2 separate regions of the Mus musculus genome follow, and region 2 is linked to region 1. The links are chromatin contacts, called in public promoter capture Hi-C maps. All regions are on one chromosome and are shown on one strand. The core of a region is the stretch at or near the end of the contact, and the rest is flanking DNA. Distances in the headings are between cores, read along the strand shown. Region 1 holds the start of Crot (carnitine O-octanoyltransferase). Region 2 holds the start of Grm3 (glutamate receptor, metabotropic 3).

Region 1 (6,350 bases), core at 303-2,802:
TTTGACATTAAAATATCTATTATACATTTGGTAGAAAACATTTTCAGGACTCTGCTTAATTACAGTTTTACAGAGATGGTCATTTTTCTCACATTCTCCAGGTTCTACTGATTTTTTTCAGTCCCGAGGTTGTTTTCTTTTTATGAGAAGCCAAGATCTTCATGGAGACACCGTTTCTGCTTAACAAAACCAGGAAGAAGAGAAACTTGCAGCAGGGCTTGAATGTAGCTCAGTGTTAAAGACCCTGCATAAAGGCCTGGTTTGGTGAGATTACCAAACTCACAAAAACAGTGAAGGTGAGTGACCCTAAATTCTTTGCCACCAGCAAACATTCAATATGCGTAAACTTCTAAAGAGGTGCCAAAATTTTTTTTACTAAAAAAAAAAAAAAAAAAAAAAAAAAAAGACAATGAAGGTTTCTGAGAAATCCAGTCAGTCTAAGAATTCTATTTTCGAAGCATAATATAATATCCGGAACGGAACACTTACATACTATGAGGGGGAAAAGTTCTTTAACACAGTCACTTTGACAAGCTTAGAGAGATTATCCAGCTTGATTATGTAATACCTCCAGCAACGCTGTGCAGTCATGAAACATATTAGTAATTCTGCGGGAAACTCAAAAGGATTTCGGAAAGACAGCAGCTTTTAATATACTAATTTGAAATGAAGTCATTAAACTGTTGAATAACTTAACTATGCAGGAGCAGGTAAAATATTTTTCCTTCCACGAAAACAAAACAGAAGTACAAATAAAAAGTGTATATAAGTTTAAAATTGTATCAATTTATTTCAGGAGGTAAATGAAAAAAAGGGCATTGACCTGTGAAACTAAAAATACCTCATAGTCTTCCTCTAGGACGTGCTAGCTTTTTAAAAACGCAACTTCTTGGATGATAAAAATATTCAGGCAAGGCCAAAGCTTGAAGCTTGACCATCGCTAGAGACTGCAAGGGCTTGCCCTAGATGGCTGGGAGTTGGCCAAATCTTAAGTCTCAAAGAGGCGACGAGGCCAAACCGGATCCATTCGCCTGCTATTCTCTTGCCAGCACACAGGGTAGACAAAATAAAATGTCTCAGTATAAATTCTTAAATTTATATCTAAAGTAGTATAAATGCTTGCCTGGGCCATGCAAAGGAGGCTGGCACAAAGAAGGGGGAGCGACTGGGAAGAAAGAACACAGCGCCAAGCCCCTAAGAGTTCGGCGAAAAGCAGGCTGAGCCGTGGGCCTCCTTACGCAGCCACAGGGCTGTGCCCGAGAGTGGGTAGATCTCTGGACGGAGGCCAATCTCCCGCAGCATCCGGAAGGAAGCTGCTGTAGCGGGGACTGCAGGGCGCTTATCTGACTTTCTGCTGCGTTCCCGGGGTCTGCAGCCTAGGACGCCACCAGAGCCCGAGAACCCGGCGGGGGCGGGACCAGCAAGCCTCGACAGCCCACCCCTTCCAGCGCGGGGTGGGACCCTCGCGGCTTCCCGTCCAATCCCGTTCCCCGACGCGCACAGGGCGGGACCCTCGCGGTTTTCCGTTCTGGTCCGGCCTCAGGACAGCCCAGAGCCTGCAGGCCGACGCAGAGGGACAAGAGGGGCGCGGGAGGTGAGGATTCTGGGGCCGGCTGCTCGCTCTCCTTCCCCTCCCACATGGCGAGGGGGTCGAAGGGTATTGCAGTAGCAGGAAGCCGAGCTGAGTGCAGTCGGGCTGTGCGCCCAGGCGCCCCGTCTGGCGCGGGCGTGGTGCCCCCCCCCCCCCCCGAGCATCTTGCCCTTCTGGTTTGGGGTGTCCTCTCTCAGTTGCACCGGCCTCGCTAGAGTGCTAGAGTGCTAGAGTGCTTGATCGATTGGTTGGTTTTGCGTGTGCATGTTTCTTGGTTTTTCTCCCCTTGTCCTTATCCTCGGTGAGAAGCTGCCCTTGTTTTGGTGGGAGGAGTTTCTGAACTTTATTGCTTTCTGCTTCTGCTGCAACCTCCCCGCGGGCACCGGAAGGTTCCCTGTGCCCCTTGGGTCCATCTGATAGGCTGCTTGGAACATAGCTAGCTCTGTAGTGATATAAATCTCATGTCTAGCAGATGTCCGTTCTCTGTATTTCCAGCTTCTGTCACTATCCTCTTCTCCTTTCCTGATCTTTACTTGAGTGTATTTCTTCCTTTCCACAGTCACCAGGCTTGGCCAGTTCGGGTTCCCTGTGGTTTCCTTTCCGAATTGTTCAAGCAGGCTCCTGGAGGTCCTGAGCACTTCTTCGTGGTTTACTGGTATGTGACCCTATTTGTTTACTTCCTGGTTCTATTTTCCCACCTCTCTCGCGTTCACATCACCTTGCTTTCAGAAAGTCCACTGTCATCGTTTTCTTAATTTTATTGGAATCGTTTAACTAGTTTTATATGGTTGAAAACTTAAGACAACTCTTAAAGAATCTGTAGTCGGCTTAACCTTGCAGGGGCTAAGCACTGCAGCAGGCATAAAATTAGTACTCTGGTCTTCTTTGTGGGATCTGTTAAATGACAAGGAAGTGTAATGAGATCAGCTTGCCCGGCATGCTTGCATTAGTTTCCTATTGCTGTTACAGCAGACAGTGACATGTTTAGCGGTTAAAGGAACACAGACTTTGAGTTTCTGAAGATCTGAAGTCCGAGCAAGCTTAGCTGCTTACCCTGCATGGACGCACAAAAGGAGAGACCAGGGTTTCTGTTATGAGTTACTTTCTGAAGTTTTAGGGGGAGACTCCCTTTTCAGGTTCATTCGAGTTGGCAGAGTCTAACCCCTGTTCACTTGCATTAGGATTAATCCCATTTCCTGCAAGTCCTGTTTGTCTCTGAGTTCGTTAAGGACATGGATGTAGACACAGATCATTAAAGACATAGATGTAGACACAGAGGTGTGGCAGTATCTCTGCTCAAGCACTCAAATGATTAGGTTAGGTCCTCTCTATTTTAAGCCTTTTTTTTTTTTTTTTTTTTTTTGTAGGTGAAACCCAGTTGCAACCATAGGAGTAATGATGTTCTATCATAATGACAAGTTCTGGGGACTAAAAAGAGTAGGTAGGAGTTAGGTCATCATAACAATTCTGCCCATTATAGTCCATAATATAGTTGTTTCAGGATGAGTTGTTTTTATGGCATTAAAAAGTCTGATGACTAATTATATGGTTATACATGCCAAGATAAAGAGATTCAATTAAAGTTACTTGCCTAGAGCTGGGTGGGTGTTGGTGGCATATATTCCCAGCACTAGGGAGTCAGAGGCAGGCTGACCCATGTGAATTCAGGCAAGCCTGTCTGACAAAAGTTAGTTCCAAGCCTGCCTGGGGTATATAGTAATATTCTAACCCCCCCCCCCAAAAAAAAGACAAATTTTGAGGCTCAGTGAGATGGCTCATTGGATATTGACACCTGCAGGCAAACCTGATGACCCAAGTGTGATCCCCAGGACCCACATGGTAGAAAAGAGAATGAACTCCTGGGAGCTGTCCTTTGACTTCCCCGTGTGTGCTATGGCAGCCCACTACCAAATAAACGGTCCTGTTTTTTCTAGTCATTTGCCTAGGAGCAAATGGTTAGAACATGGCTGAGTCTATATTTAAGACCGAGATCCTAAATATTCTGTTAGATCCAAAGTGGTTTATCAATATTCAAATGGGATGTAAGCAGTAAAACGGAAGGGGTGGAGCTTTGAGGTCCTATGCACTGTCTGGTTATGTTACTGGAACAGTAGAACCTCCTCGCTGTAACAAAGCCAACAAGACATGGTATTAAGAAAGCAAGAGGGCTCTGTTGTTATCATCTAGTCTCACTATACTACCCTGGGCTGAAGCGTCCTCTTGCTACTGCAGCTAGGTACATGCCACCATACCCAGCACTGCGCCTTGTCCTCTCCTTCCCTTTCCTTTCACATCTAGAAGTAGGACCAGAAAGGTGATTCTGGCAATATGGCTTCTGTAAATGGGTCCAAGGTGCTTGTTCTGGTTGGCAGCCAGCTGGGTCAGCACTGAGACGGAGATAAAGAGTAATATATACAGCAAAAATTTTAGATTTGGTTAATAATGGGAGAAAAAGATATTAGTCAAAAATAATCCGCCATGCCTTTGTTTTTGATATTGTTAACTTTTTTGTTTTGTTTTGTTTGTTTTTTTGGTTTTTTTCGAGACAGGGTTTCTCTGTGTAGCCCTGGCTGTCCTGGAACTCACTTTGTAGACCAGGCTGGCCTCGAACTCAGAAATCCGCCTGCCTCTGCCTCCCGAGTGCTGGGATTAAAGGCGTGCGCCACCACCGCCCAGCTATTGTTAACTTTTATAACATATGAATAGTATATTTTATTTAACTTTGCTATTTTAAAATAGGATATAAAAGGACAGGAAGTTTTCACTCAGTATCAATTCTTTGTTTTCTTAGTTACTGGTTTTATATAGGATCTATAAATGATTCTCTCAGAAATCTTATTATTTACTCTACCAATATAGCCTATTCATATATGGTGTTAGTTTTATTTTGATGAAAATTACCACAAATGTAGAAAAATTTTGAAGTTTGGTTTGTGATATTCAAAGCCAGTGTGATTAGGGCCCATGCCATCTGCACAGCGTTAAGTGACATCAGCCTGTCACATGAATTCTTACAGTCTATAATATCCCATGCTCCACACCTCTGCATATGCTTTTGAGAGTTTCTCAGACCATAATCTTGTTCTACACATCTAATCCTACCCACTCAGCAAGAATCTCTGCAGGTTCTCTAATGGCCTGTAATATCGCCTCGTCAGCCGGGAGATTGTAACCTAACACATTGGCATTTGGGTACCAAGTGTGACTTCTTAAACGTGACTAACCCTGAAATGCTTGTTTGCATGTGTGAAGTGGCAGTGTTTGCAGGGTGAAAGTTAGGAGTAAGCATGTTTTCTCTAACACCACACTACCTGGGGTTGGGTGGTCACATCTTTCTGATGACACATTGTTCCTGGCATGCTAAGTTCACATTCTTAATAGTAAAGTTGGTTTTCCTTATTTGACAAGTTTACAAATAGCTCAGGAGTTATTGGTGACCAATGTCCCGCCTGTTTTTTCTTTTAGTTCTCTTACTGTGACTTTATCATGGAAAATCAATTGACTAAATCAGTTGAAGAACGGACATTTCAGTACCAGGACTCTCTTCCGTCATTGCCTGTTCCTGCACTTGAAGAATCATTAAAAAAATACCTTGAATCAGGTGTGTTCATAGTCGTCCAGTGTAGCTTAATGTTGTTAGTAACATAAAAATGATGTTGATTAGGGTCTCATTGCAGGTGCCTCCAGGCTCATCCTTAAAACATGCAAAGCTTTTTGAAAGTTCCTTTTCCCATAGTTTGCAAAGTCAGATAGTATTAGTAGGCCTGCAGTGTAAATGGAAGTCCTTTGTCTCTATCTCCTTGTACTAAGTCCACGGAGGGCAAAGATTTTTGAAATCCTCTGTGTTTCTTTTGCTCTCTCCATATTTGAAATAATCTTCCATTTCTTGGATCTTGTAGTCTCGATATTATGAATTAATTCCTTAAAATAGTTTTGATGTTTGTTCCCTAACATCTGTCCAGAGCATATGTACAATCCGTCATATCCAAATTTCCCTCACATTCTCATTATCTATATATAAAATCAGCACTTTAAATTAGCAGCTACTTTTTTTTGTTTTTGTTTTTGTTTTTGTTTTTTGTTTTTTCGAGACAGGGTTTCTCTGTATTGTCCTGGCTGTCCTGGAATTCACTCTGTAGACCAGGCTGGCCTCGAACTCAGAAATCCACCTGCCTCTGCCTCCCAAGTGCTGGGATAACAGGCATGTGCCACCACGCCTGGCCCACCTGATCTTAATAAATCTTTACCTTAATTCACCTGGCCGTTCAGGGTCTAGAGCAGTGGTCCTCACCCTTCCTGATGCAGTGGCCCGTGCTGCTCCTCATGTTGTGGTGACCCACAGCCATAAAAGTATTTTTGATCATACTTCATAACTGTAAATTTGTTACTGTTTTGAATCACAATGTAGATTTCAAATGTGTTTTTCAGTGGTCTTAGGTGACCCCTGTGAAAGGGCCATTCGACCCCCTAAGGGTTGCACAGGTAGAGAACCGCCCGCTGGTTTAGAGCCTTATAGTTGTTCAGGAATGACTGTGTCATTTCCTCTTTCTTCATTGCTTAATTTTTTCTTTGTATTCATAATTTGTTCCTAAACATTTGCCTGGGTGAGTACTCTTGAATGCATAAAATACTGACTCAGTTGTATTTCCTCTTGGAAACCTTGTGCCTTGTGGAGCTCTCTCCCTTCTCCTCCCCTGCCCCTCCTCTCTTTCTCTTCTCCTCGCCGTCTTCCCTCTTTTCTTTGCACTCGCTGCACAGC
Region 2 (6,210 bases), core at 1,967-4,466, 730 kb before region 1:
GTCACAGACCAGATGAAACAAATGAATGAATGCTGAGGCAAGTGGTCAGGAGGATCAGACAGCCATTTGACAAACCAAACCTGATCATTTTGAGAACCAATATGACAATGAGAAATACAACTGACTGACAGACACAAACTAGAATTGTGCAGTATGAACTGGATACCTTATCACCACACATGATCAAAACTATACATCCCTGACTGGCCAGAGAAATCACAATAAAATTGTTGAGTTCGTTGGGATTTGGCATGGAGAAATGCTAGTAACAGAAAAGGACAAGAGGAAAGTCTGTAATTAAAAATCATAGGTCACCCACTTTCGGTATTGCTGGTAAAGATGGCATACTTAATGTACCATGTTTAAATAAAAAATATACAAGAAGGCAGCTCATTAACTGTCAAGAGTCATAGGAATAAATTCTTAAACATAACTAATCACCCAAAGAAATGCTCATAAATTAGTAAAGTTTAAACAACTTAGTAAAGAATATAACCTAGAGAGAATAGCTTACATGCTAAATATGAAAATGCTTCAGCAGAAGTACTTAAGGGTGGATAATAATTGATTTAAAATGAAGCCCAGTAGAATACTTGAGGAGAATGGGGGAAAATAAAAATGTACTTCTTAATCGCCATGTCTTCTAGTCAGGAGTTATTGTTCAGCTTTATCCCTGGGGGGTTTTAACTCTCAAAATGCACACACTCACTTATAAACAGAAAGGCAGAGCTATATTGTAGCCAGCCATCTTTTTAAATTGTTAAGCATTAAATTTCAAGACTATTTCGTTTTCAATCAAGTGTTCTATATGCTAACCAATCCTAATGTCATTGGTTAACTGCAAACCAGAGACTAATAGTAATAATTAGTATTTATAGACTATTAGAAAGAGCAAATTTTGACATAATTCTGAGAAAGGAGACATTTCTCCTGATTTATAGATTGTAGAACCCAGATGAAGTATTTTTTAAGTACAGTGTTAGAAGCAAATCAGTTAAGAAAGATGAAAAACTAAGAATTGAAATTCAAATAATGTGATCAACAAATGTCAGTCTCATCTTCACTTCTCTTTTCCTTTTTTCCCCTGGGTTTAGAATGATGGGGACCTGTCCCATAGAACCAAAATTGATACCAGATTGCTAGTTTGCCTCACTATGTCAACCTCTGTTCATTGTAAGCCCCAGTGTGATATGCAGCCTACAAAGAGGCTGCAGAGATGCAAGTCAGCCCAGACATCAGCACTTCCTTTTTGCAAGCACAACAGACTTTTCTTTTTTTAATGAGATGAAAGCATGGGATCTCTTCTACTCTTAATTTCAACTGATTATGATAATGTCTTACAAATGCATGGTGATAACTTCTGGAACATTCCTAAAGGGCCAGTATGGTTTCCTAACAATATGCACATATTTATCGTCTCCATTGTTCATGTCCTATATCCTTGATGGTCATGAGTCTATTGAGCAGAAATGGTTAAAAGTTGTCTCAGGAGTTTCTAGTAGGTTTGTGGGTGAATAGCGCATGTTAACTAATTATAATGAAACAAAAAGGGGAAATTACTTTTCCTTTCTTTCTGGCAATTCTATTAAAATGTTAAAATATGGGCATTGCAAACATTTCACTGTACACCAGCATTTTGTTTTTTAATATATCCCAAATTTTAGTGGCATGCACAATGAGCTATCTAAGCACGTGTGTCCTTTAAATATCAACATTCTTCTAAAAGCACCAGCGGTAAAGCATTTCTGTAGTTTACGTGTTCTGGCTGAGCTATGAGAGAAAATAGTTGCTAAACAACTTAGCATGAAATATTAAAGGATTTAGCATTTAAAGCCTTCTGTTTCATTGAGTCTAGCTTCGTATAACTCAGTCCTGGGTTAATATAAAGTTACTACACCAGGATGGAAAAATTAATGAAATTTCAGTTTTGAAACTGAGCACAACGCATTTCTAGTCACAGAATGATAAGCTGGGGTTTTTCCTTTAGGAAGCTATCTCTAGCTCCCGGTCTATTGAAGCTATTTCCGTGTGCTGTTTTTCTTTTTTTTTCTTTTTTTTTTTTCTTTGTGCCTACGTCACCGATTTGAGGCATTTATTTATTTAATTTTAAAAAGAAAGAAAAGGTTCTGTGAAGACCCTCTTAACAAAAAAGTAGGACTAGAGAAAGATTAATGTGAAACTGGAAAAGGTTAGCTCCAAGGGGTCAGTGTGGTTGCACCGGAGGATAAGAAAGAAGAGACTATCTAAGCACTTCCCTAGAATCTTTTTCCACCTAAGAAATTTGGGAGAATGCGAAAAAGCAGCAGCCCAGCATTCTTGAAGGGGCGTGGCTTCTCTCAAGGGGCTATCCAATCGAATTCCTTCAGAGGGAGCTATCCCGAGAAGATTGATGAGCGTTGCTAGGAAACAGGAGCGTCTCCCTCCCTGCTGACCCAGAGATTGTGCTGCACAAGCCTCCCCAGGGGTTCGCAATGTGCAGTTGAACCGCGTGTGGGGCAAAGCTGCGTATCGGCCTCCTGGGTTCACTCGCTCACACTGCTCCCTCTTTCGCCGTCTCCTCCAAGAGTAGTCAGCCTTTTACATAGGGACCACAGGAGAGTTCTTACTAGGAATGACTGTAGGTCCCTGCCCACCCGCGTGCCGTGAGCCTTAGCAGAGCTTCAAAGTTGGAGCCACCTCCCACTCTACCTCCCCACGCCCCTTCACGCCACTGCTCCGAAATTCACCAACCTTTGTATGCATTGCCTAAGGACTGCAAACCTTGGGGCAGAGAAGCTCTCAACCCCGCCAGGCTTTCTGTATTGTAACCTTTGGGTCTAGGTACAGTAGCTCACTGAAGACTCTGCAGCTACACCCCTATAAACGGAGGGAAGAAGGGGGAAGGGAAAGGAGGAGAAAGGAAAGGAGAAGAATGAGGAGGAGAGGATGTCAGAAGGTCCGTGCCTCTCTGCCTGAGTCCCAGTTAGATGCGACTGTTTCTGCCTGGCCAAGGTGAAGGAAAGTTGCTTGTGAGCCCAGGAAGTGGGTTTGGCTGCAAAGAGGAGGAGGGCGCCTGGGCTCTAAAGCTCCCCTCCCTTCTGCTGAAGACCACTGGGTCCCCTTCTTCCCAACCTCCTCCTGCTCTTCTCCTCTAGCCCTCCCTTTTCCCACTCCTCCTTGACTCGGAGGCCTGGATGCTGGGCCACCGGGCAGTGGTCCAGCGCGCAGCCGGGCGGGGGCGGGGGCAGGGGGCACTGTGACAGGAAGCTTCGCGCACAAGTTGGCCATTTCAGGGGCAAAATAAGTTCTCCCTTGGATTTAGAAAGGACAAAGGCAGCAAGCTCCCTCTTTTGTGTCGGATGAAGAGGACCAACCATGAGCCAGAGCTTGGGTGCAGGCTCACCGCTGCCGCTACCACCGCGGTCAGCTTCAGTTCCTGCCAGGAGTTGACCGTGCGAGGTAAGCAGCCCAGAAGGGGACCTGCCCCTCTGGAGGGTGCCCAGCCAGGGCGCAGGAGCTCGGGTGCCGCGTGGGGCAGGCAAAGCGAGGAAAGTTGAGGCAGAGCACGGACCAGTCCCTACATATCTATCTGCCAGGGGGTGGAAAACGTGGGTCATAGGAGCAATGTGGGTGTGAGTGAGAGAGTGAGTTTGTGTGTGCGCGCGCTACTGTCCCTTCAAGAAGGGGCCAATTTCAGAGCATAGATCTGCAGCCAGAGAAGGAGAGGTAGAGGGACTAATTAGAGAGACAGGTCTCATTCTCCAACCGCCTCCATCCAGCTTTGCGCTTGGGGGTTTTATAAGGCTTTGTGCACAGGAACCCTGTGATGTGTGGCTCACACACTGGTAGCTGCATGTGGGTGTGGAGGTTGTCAGGCAGGAGGATAGCGGTCAGCAGGACCCCCTGGTGCTGCCAGGATAAGCTCCGCAGCCAGGGGCAGACAGAGGTTCACCCACCAGCAAACGTGCTTGGAAATTAGCCCTAACTCGCTGCCCTTTGCTCTTTTTGACTTGAGCCAAAAAAGAAATTCAAGAACCAGACTCAAAGCATATCTACCCATTGATCCTGTTCCATTTTCTTATCTGGCAGTGAGATAACTCGGAGAGGGCGGGAGATCCGTGGTCCAAAAATAGACTAGGTTATATAGCCAATAAGCTGATTCTTTCGGAATTTCACTTGGATTTCCTTCTAGTTCCTCTATGAGGTAAGAAACATTTAAGGGTCTCTTAAAGGTATAATACATTCAGAGAGCTGGTTTAAGGGAGTGAACAGATGCTTTCAAAATATCTTAGAGTGCTGCAAATTCTGAAGACAAAACTCCACCTCTCTCAAAATGTATGGTCACCAATTCAACTAATTTACTTATAAAATAGTTCTACTCCTGTTTGAACAGTAATAGGTATGTTATAGATACATTGAATATATACATGCCCAATGTAATCACACAGTAGTACAAAGCAAGTTATGATTTTTATGAGTTTTAGTGTTAAGCACCTCAGCAGTTGGTTGCTTAAATTTCTTTGTTCCTGGCCCCCAGGACTGCTTGTTTAGCAACTTTGTTGGGGTTAGAGGTGGGGTTAACATCCATCCCTTTGGAAATATTCATTTAACTGTCTTCATATCTAAATTGGCTTTGATTTATCTGATCGCAGTTTGAGGTTGCTACTTGAACTCTGTTGTATATATAAATATTGGGTATCAGCATTAACCAAAATATCCAGATTCCCATTAGACTAGATGCCTGTGAATAACAATCCTACCAAAGATGTTGAGGGAACTCTGATTAGCTGTTAGTATTCTGCACTGCTATTTGTCTTTTCCCCCCTAAAATCAGCCCAATATAATTTGAGAATCTGAAAGTTAAAGTGTAGCAAACCTTAATAAAGTAGCATTTTTCACTTTGCAATAGCAGTGACTTACAGTTACAAGGGTTTCCCACACCTGTAGGTTTGGGTTGTCCACACCTTTGGGTTCTGGCTGCCCACAGAGATATGTTGAGTGGACTGGACATGCCTTGGGCTCTCCTGAGTTACAGTGGACATGCCATGGGCTCTCCTGAGTTACATGCTAAGTGATACTTTTGGTGCTTATGATACAAAATAGCACAGGAAAAAATTCTGAAATGTATTCTAGCACACATGAAACAAAGAAAACTGTATCTGCATTCCTGGGACTAAAACAATATGAGAAGAAAACTTTGTATTCTTAAATCCAACCCCACTCACACTCCAAAATGGTGAAAACATGTACTTCTGTGCACTATATCTTTTTTATAAAATGTGAAGCTTAATATATTAAAAAGAAAAAGTTTCTCAGTGCACAAAGGAAAAGGCTGCTTCACTACTTAACGTGCATAGGGCTTCTCAGTTACATGTCATCAGTAATCAAGAAAACATGTTTGGATGATGGTTGTATCTTCAAAGTGACAGTATGTGTATGTGGAGGAAATGTGAATCTTATTACTTATTTCAAGATTGCCTAACATTAGCAACACTTCTGTTATTTCATGCCATTGGAATTAAACTGGTTAAGTTGAAATGCAAAGATAGCACCAAAATGACTGATCTTTTTTTCTAAGTTATAACTAATATCTGTGTTGAATGAAAGATCCAGACCATCCAAAGGTCATCTGTTTCTCTTCTCTGCCTCATGACAGGTAATCAATCAGAAACACAGTTAGTCTTGGATTATCCAGTTTTGTAAGATACATAGCAATAATAGCATACAACTTTCTCAGGAATATGCTCATCTTTTTGAGCTTGAAATTCATTTTCAAATTAGTGATCCCTACTTCATGTCCATTCTTGTAAACATAAATCACAAAATGAGCCCTGGCTCTTTGCAGGGTTTGGCGAGTACCTAGCAAGGTGTGGCCTATCAGCCTAAGAATGAAGTATTTTGATTTGTTTTCTGTACTCAACATTATCTCAAGAACCCACTCAAAAAGGGGAAAAATATCTCATTTTTTGATTAAAAAGAGGAGGGAACTTCTTCAGTATAGAATACGGCCAGAGGTGCAGGGTGATAGTCTTCTTCTTCAGACCAGTTCCTCAAGGGTCTGCTGTTCACACACAGTGCTCTCTCTTTGCTGTTTTATGCTGAGTTGATTGTTCATTCTTTGGAAACTGTGCTAAATGTATCCAATCTACATTAGACAGATTTGCTGAAATTGCTTTCAAGAAGCAGAGTAAAATGAGAAAAGATTATTTATCCAGCCTAAGCACACAAAAT

The links. Promoter capture Hi-C pulls out the DNA fragments that hold promoters and counts their contacts.
Region 2: a promoter capture Hi-C map of embryonic stem cells shows a contact between it and region 1, with 2.4 times the contacts expected there. The contact joins the promoter of Grm3 here to the promoter of Crot in region 1. A contact is called at or near these places in 4 of 39 promoter capture datasets (cranial neural crest, embryonic stem cells, hippocampal neurons and 1 more).

The regions. Positions count from the first base shown.
Region 1 is chr5:8,992,348-8,998,697 of GRCm38.p6, reverse strand. Crot (carnitine O-octanoyltransferase) reads left to right here and starts at 1,552. Exons shown (of 18, transcript NM_023733.3): 1 at 1,552-1,594; 2 at 2,151-2,246; 3 at 5,057-5,192. The coding sequence starts at 5,078.
Region 2 is chr5:9,722,358-9,728,567 of GRCm38.p6, reverse strand. Grm3 (glutamate receptor, metabotropic 3) reads left to right here and starts at 3,216. Exons shown (of 6, transcript NM_181850.2): 1 at 3,216-3,438.